2 separate regions of the Oryctolagus cuniculus genome follow, and region 1 is linked to region 2. A link is a contact called in public Hi-C data. All regions are on one chromosome and are shown on one strand. The core of a region is the stretch at or near the end of the contact, and the rest is flanking DNA. Distances in the headings are between cores, read along the strand shown.

Region 1 (3,357 bases), core at 432-2,931, 85 kb after region 2:
CTGTCCCAGTCCCGTCGGTGAGTGCCGCCGCCCTTCTGCCTGGCGGTGGGCAGGGTTGCCCCTCCGCCCCTGGGACCCGGAAGGACTTAGAGCAGTGCAGAGGAAGAAGCCAGGGTCCGAAGTGCAGGCCCCTGGACTCTGTGGCCTGTGGCAGTGATGGGTGTGGATGAGCAGTAGAGATGTAGGCTCGGGAATTCTGGGACACAGAATGAAGCAGCATTCCCAGTTGGAGGAGAGGATCTAAGGGCTTCCAGCGAGTGGGGTGCTGGTCTTGGGGGGGTGATAGTGCCTGGTGCTACGTGGACCACTGTAAGCACGGGCCGTACACACCCACATCTGTGCGTTCTCGCTCTGATGCTGACGGAAATAACTGTAAGCACACACGTGCAAGCCACAGAAGAAGGGCAGCTGCCCTGTCCCCCACCCTGCAGCCCGCAGTCCCGGCTGTCCTGTGCTCCTGTCTGTTTTGGTGGCTGACTGCGAATGTCACCGCTGACGTCACCTGACATTCTTGCCATTCTCAGAGTGATCCGGGAATGGGATGGAGGCAGCCACACACTTCCAGGGTGACTGCGTGCTCTTGGGGAACAGGGCAAGGTGGCATTTCTGACTCTGGCTGCCCCCGCACCCTCAGCCCTCAGAGTCCCCCGCCCAGCCTCAGTCGTCGGGCACTGCTCGTGCGCTGGGGTCGGGAACCTGGGAGAATGGGTGAATCCCCTCCCACTCCAATGAGAGCCCCAAAGCGAAACTTGCAGGCCTGGCCCAAACAGGGATGCGTGTAGGCCCTCACGTCCAGCGTGTGGAAGGCAGGCGAGGGCCCCAGCTGTGTGGCCCTGCACGGATTGTTACACCTCTCCCAGGCAGGCTGAGCCAGGGCTGATGGCACCTGTCCTGGCCGTTCTGCAGGTTATCGTGAGGATCAGATGAGATAGTGCATGTGTGTGAAAGGCCTGTGGAGATGGCGGAGCGCGGCGCTCATCGCTCATCGCTGCCGGTCGGCTGCTGCTGGTGGCCGTGTTAGCGGTGCTTAAGTGCCAGGAGGCCTGTCGCCATGGCCAAGCAGCTTGTTTCCCCTGGCCGCAGGCAGCTCGCCCGTGTGCTGCAGATAGCAGCCTCCCCAGCCGACGGCGTAGGGAGCACGCCGAGCGGTGGGTGGCCGGGCTCCTCAGGGTGGCTGATTCCGGCTATCGCCCCTTCCCCGCGCGGCCGTCCAGTCCTGTCCAAGGCAGATTCTGGGCGCTGAGAGCGCTGGACTGAACAGGTGCCAAAGAAGAGCATAACGCAAGGAGAGGCCCAGCCGTAGTAGAACCTCCCGGCCAGCACTGGGCCGGAGGTCACAGCCGCGTTCCCTTTGCGGCCTCGGAGCACCCAGGCCTGTCACGGGTATCTCGGGGGCAGGGCAGTGAACTAGTGATTCGGGAGTGAGGGCTCTTCTTCCTTCCGTTCCTGCAAGACTGGATGGCTTTAAGGACACCAGCTCAATGCCCACTCCCAGCCCAGGCGCAGCTGTCAGAGGTCCCGGGCGCTAGGGGCGGGCGTGGACAAGGGCAGGCACTAACGGGGAGGCTGTGGTCTTCCTCCTCCCCTCCTCTCCTCACTTCTCCAGGGAACGGCTACGTCAGTGCCCGGGCTTCCCCCGGCCTCCTCCCTGTGGCCAACGGCAACAGCCTCAACAAGGTCATCCCTGCCAAGTCTCCACCCCCGCCCCCCCACGGCGCCCAGCTTGGAGCCCCCAGCCGCAAGCCCGACCTGCGGGTCATCACCTCCCAGGGAGGAAAGGGGTTAATGCATCACTTGGTGAGTGGGGAGGGGGCAAGGGCAGACCTGCAGCAGGAGAGGCAAAGGTTAGCCAGCTGTTAGGACTTCCCGGGGGAGGGCTCGCCCTTCCCAGAGAGCCTTCTGATGTTGGAACACAGAAGTACCAGCTAAGGGACAGGAGATGTGGGGAAGGTTCTGTAACAGGGAGGAAGACGGAAAGGATTTATCAGGGCAGCAGGAGGCCTGGGATTGGGAGGTGAGGATTTCCTGAGCGGTGGAGATGGGGACGCAGTCAGGAAGACGCCGTCCGTCCAGGCTGGGGAGCACCATCCTTCCCTGGGCCAGGAGGTGGATGGAATGGCGGGAGGGACGGAGGTGTGGGGGAGGGCGGAGGCCAGAGGCTGAAGCCTGCCCTTGGTTTTGTTTCTGCTCTCAGACTGAGGACCATTTAGACCTGGTAAGTGAGGCTGTGACACGTTTGCTCTGGCTTTGAATTGCGGCCCTGCCCGCTGCTCCGCAGCCCCCAGCATGGAGGACGTGTGTGCCCTGTGCTGTCGCCTGCCTGTGTGCATAGTGGGTGTGATCTGGTTGTTTGCCTGGAGCTGTGTTCCGTGCCAAGCGGGATGCCGAGGTGAATGGGGCGGGGGTGAGGGGAGGCATGCACGCGTGTGTGGCCGTGTGTGGGGTGCCTTATGTGACATTGCATTCATTCACACAACCCTTTCTCTGTGGCTGTGCATATGTGCAAGGGGGAGAGGGCAGCCCCAGGCCTCCAGGGTCCCAGCCCTGCTGCCCAGAGTAGCCCTCAGATCCCACGAGAGCCCTGGGACTCTGCTCAGGCCCACAGAGATGCCAGCTAGACAGTAAAGTGGGTTTCCCAGGGGAAGCTGAGGCCCAAACCAAGGCCGGAGTGGGCTTCTCCGTGGGGGCTTCCCCACCTGCCCACCTGCCCGGGCTGCCTCCTGCCCTCAGCCGGTCTTGTGGGCACTCAGAGGTGTGGGCAGCATCCACCCCGGCCCCGGCTGGCCTCACACGTGCCCGCCCGATCTCAGCCTAGAGTGGGACAGGGGCTCCTCCCTTCCCAGCTCCCTGACGGGAGGCCAGAAAGGCTGGAAAAGGCAGGCAGGCTCTGGCGGCCAACACGGCAGCAGTTTCGCCCCAGCGTGGAGTTGGAATAAACAAGTGACTCAGCAGCAGATGGAGCTGACAGCCCCACACACGTGTGTGCATACACGCAGGCACAAGCCACGCCAGGCCCCGCACGCCCCTCCCCAGATACCAGGGTGCTTCTGCTGGGACGTGTGCGGCAGTGCGAGGGCTGGAGAGGAGACTGCAGGGGTACTGGCCAGGAGAAGAGGAGGGGAGGGAGAGGACCCTCCTCTTCTCCCTGTGTCCCAGGAGACTGTGCCCAGTGTTGGTGTTGGGCCCCTGGGCAGCAGCCGGGCCTTCCTCTTTGCACATGTGTAGGTGTGAGTGAATCTGCGTGTGCATGGTCCTGTCCGTGGACTGCGGCATCTCTGTGAATGCACCAGCCTCCGTGTGTGTGTGTGTGTGTGTGTGTGGCTACGGGGCCTCCTTGCTAAGGCACCCCACGTTGGC
Region 2 (3,411 bases), core at 768-3,267:
AGAAGAGAGGCAGACAGAGAAAGAGAAAGAGGTCTTCCATCTGCTGGCTCACTCTCCAACTGGCCACAATGGCTGGAGCTGGGCCGATCCAAAGCCAGGAGCCAGGAGTTTCTTCCAGGTCTCCCACACAGGTGCAGGGGACCAAGCACTTGGGCCATCTTCTGTTGCTTTCCCAGGGCATAGCAGAGAGCTGGATCAGAAGTGGAGCATCGGGACTTGAACCGGTGCCCATATGGGATGCCGGTACTGCAGGTGGCGTTTTTACCCACTACACCACAGCGCCGACCCCTGATGGTCTCTCTAAAAGGCTGCATCAGTTGGGGCTGGGCCAGGCCAAAGCCAGGATTGAGGAATGTCATCCAGGTCTCCCATGTGAGTGGCAGGGGCCCAAAGACTTGGGCCATCTTCTACTGCTTTCCTAGGCGCATTAGCAGGGAGCTGGATTGGAAGTGGAACAGCTGTGACTAGAACTGGCGCCCATATGGGATGAAGGAGGCAGCTCAATGCTGGCCCCTGCCTGGGTCTTTCTGGCCCAGGGACCCTTGTCCCAAGCAGAAGTGAGGAACCTCATTCAAGATCTTCCTTTCCAGCTGGGAAGGGGGTTTCAGCCCAGCTGTCTAAGGGCATATCTGCCCGACTCATTATCAACGGTTCCTTCTCGGCATCTTGTTCTGGGGGCCCTCCCAGGAAGCAGGAATAGGACCCCCATGGCCAGGAGCCCCAAGCATCCAGATTCTCTCTACTTCTCTCAGCTGATGAGAGGCAAGGGGAACCACTCCTTTTCTTCAAAGAAATATCCACTCTCTTCAAACCTCTTCCTAGGCAAGTTTGCCTCAGCCTTAACTTGTCTGAGGGTTCTGGGTTTGGATCTTTCCCTTTTTATTTCTATTTTTTAAAAGTTTCATTTATTTATTTGAAAGGCAGAGTTATAAAGAAGCAGAGGCAGAGAGGTCATCCATCTGCTGGTTCACTTCCCAAATGGCCACAATGGCCAGAGCTGGGCCGATCCGAAGCCAGGAGCCAGAAGATTCTTCTGGGTCTCCCACCTGGATGCAGGGGCCCAAGGACTTGGGCCATCTTCTGCTGCTTTCCCAGGCCACAGCAGAGAGCTGGATTGGACGTGGAGCAGTTGGGACTCAAACCGGTGTCCATGTGGGATGCCAGCACTGCAGGTGGTGGCTTTACCCACTGCACCACAGCGCCGGCCACGGGGTCTTTTCCCTTTTTCTGCCCTGAGGCTCAGCCTAGGCTGCCCGCTGTTTGCCTGGAGTTGGGAGGAAAGGTAAAGGGAGCAATAGCACATGGGAGAAGCCCATGAGGGAATCCGCAGGGCTGTTCAGGCCCTTCTCTCTCACCTCTGCCGCCACTGGTCTCTGCTCCTAGTCCCACCTCTCCAAGCCCCTGTGGGAGGAGGGGTGCTCCCGGAACATCAGTCTGACTCACCAGCGCCTGAAGTGTTGCTTGCTTATCACACCAAGCCCAGCGCCTTCGCGTGGCACCCAAGGCGCCGCAGGTCCCAGCCTGCACCTTTGGGCCTCTTTCCTGCCCTGCCTGACTTCCGCTCACCCCCAAAACTGAGTGGAGATTAATCCTCCAAACTCACCTCCTTGCCCTGGTGCTTGCTGTTTCCAGTGATAAGAACGCCTCTGACCTCCAACCTGACAAAGCCTCCTTCACTTTGCAACCCTGAACGGCTGTCAGCTCCACTAGGAAGTCATCCCTGCGCTTCGCGGCTCTCCGTGACGTCATGGCCACCACTCCCCTCCCCCTGCGCCTCTCTGCCCTCTACTTGATTTCACTGCGCGTGGGAACAGCAAACTTCTTCAGAACATTCACTGCACTTGTGTACCTCTGCATGTGTGCCACGTAGTTTAATGCATTGCACCACGTAGGCCCGGGAGTTAGCGGGACCCAGAACCGAGCAGGGGTTAACGGGAGTATTGGGGGGAAATGACGGAGGGAAGGGCAAGGACTCGCTGAAGTAAAGGGGTTTAGCTTTTCTGCACACCTGGGCGGCGGTCTCTGCGGCCCGGGACTACAAATCCCAGGACTCTCTGCGCAGCGGACCGGAAGTGTCTTGTCCGACCAAGGCGACGGAGAGGGGCGGTGGCCCAGCGGCGGGAGATTCAAACCTGGAAGAAGGAGGAACATGGAAGGGAGAGGAGCGGGCCCGGGCCCCGCGGCCTGTGAGTGCAGGAAGGGTCGGAGGAGGGTCCGCGGTGGTGCCGCTGCTGGTGGGGGAGGGTAGCTTGGCTGCCTTGGGGGAGGCTGGGGCGGCGGCAAGGGGCTGTGGGACTGTGCTGGGTGGGGAGGGAGCGCTGGGTCCCGGCCCCCGCGGGCCCAGGCGGGGCTGCCAGCGGTGAAACGCCTGCTGACCCCCAGGCCGCGCGTCGGAGCTTACCAAGAGCGTTCTCCCTGATTCCCAAATTCCGGAGCTGCGGGGTGAGGAGAACGTAGGTTGTCTGGCCGAATCCTTACAATGCTGCAGTTACTGATGGCTTCCATGCGTGCCCAGCGCAGCCACGGGACCTGCAGCGACCCGGGCGCACCCTGGCGCTTTGCACTGCGCTTTGAGACAAAGCCTGTCAGACTTCAGGCGCCGAAATTCCCTGCGGCTCTCAAACTACAGGTTCCTTGAGTCCTAGCCGCGTTCCACCGTGAACTGCATTTATGGCAAGCACTGCTGTGAGGCTTCCCCAGGGGGTTGGAGTTCTAATGCAAGCAGTCCTTTCCAATAACCCTACCTGAGAGAGACCGGAGCTGGGAGGGTGGAAGGCATAAAGGTTTCCGTTTGCTAGTCTGACCGGAGTGACGTCCGTGTCCAACCCTTGGTGGAAAGAAAGCTACTCTCAGGCATGACGACGGTTGGAAGATCGTTTTTTGTTGTTGTTGTTCCCCTTTGAGACTGTGTGTGTGTGTGTGCAAAGCCCCGCCCATCTCTCACAGCCCTCGATTCATAACTCTGAAGTGATGTCACTCACTTACCGGTTTATTTTCCATGCCTAACAACCAACAATTGTTGCTTAGCCTCCCCCTCAGAGGAACTGATGGATTTCCTGTGCTTTCCCATCTGTAGCTGGAGATGTGTGTTTTAACTTGCTTAACCGCCAGTTCAAATAAGCCTTGTCTCCCTCAAATTACCCTGCAGGACATGCAATAGAGGGAAATAGGATAAAGACGCAGAATGGCACTAAGTGCTGAGTCAAACACAGATTGAGCAACCTGGCCCTTTGCAAGCCGTCCGACTTTTCTTTTCTTGGGGGGTGGGGGGTGGGGGAGTGTCTGCATAGCTTTCTCTTGCCCTGTTTCATTGCAGTATTGCCTCTAATTTATTTAGTTTCAAGATAATTTTCCTCCTTGGGTGAGCTATGCCTAAAATGATAGTGAAGGTGCCCATGTGAGCTTTTAAAA

Evidence for each region. Hi-C and Micro-C count contacts between places; a contact is called where the count stands out from the background.
Region 1: a contact with region 2 is called in a Hi-C map of an unstated tissue, with 2.3 times the contacts expected there. The contact joins the enhancer-like site here to the promoter of IQGAP3 in region 2. A contact is called at or near these places in 2 of 6 Hi-C or Micro-C datasets (skin fibroblasts and an unstated tissue).

The regions. Positions count from the first base shown.
Region 1 is chr7:42,275,465-42,278,821 of mOryCun1.1, forward strand. MEF2D (myocyte enhancer factor 2D) reads left to right here. Exons shown (of 13, transcript XM_070077525.1): 7 at 1-17; 8 at 1,607-1,797; 9 at 2,195-2,215. Among named protein-coding and RNA genes, the nearest start is that of MEF2D, 21 kb to the left of the region's middle. Within about 2 kb of position 1,682, at least 2 of the 8 cell types and tissues checked have an H3K27ac peak or open chromatin away from gene starts, as enhancers often do.
Region 2 is chr7:42,189,971-42,193,381 of mOryCun1.1, forward strand. It overlaps IQGAP3 (IQ motif containing GTPase activating protein 3), which reads left to right and starts at 2,018. Exons shown (of 38, transcript XM_051858542.2): 1 at 2,018-2,186. The coding sequence starts at 2,150. LOC103350040 (a long non-coding RNA gene) reads right to left here and starts at 3,078. Exons shown (of 3, transcript XR_007924216.2): 1 at 2,402-3,078; 2 at 2,009-2,132; 3 at 1-1,264.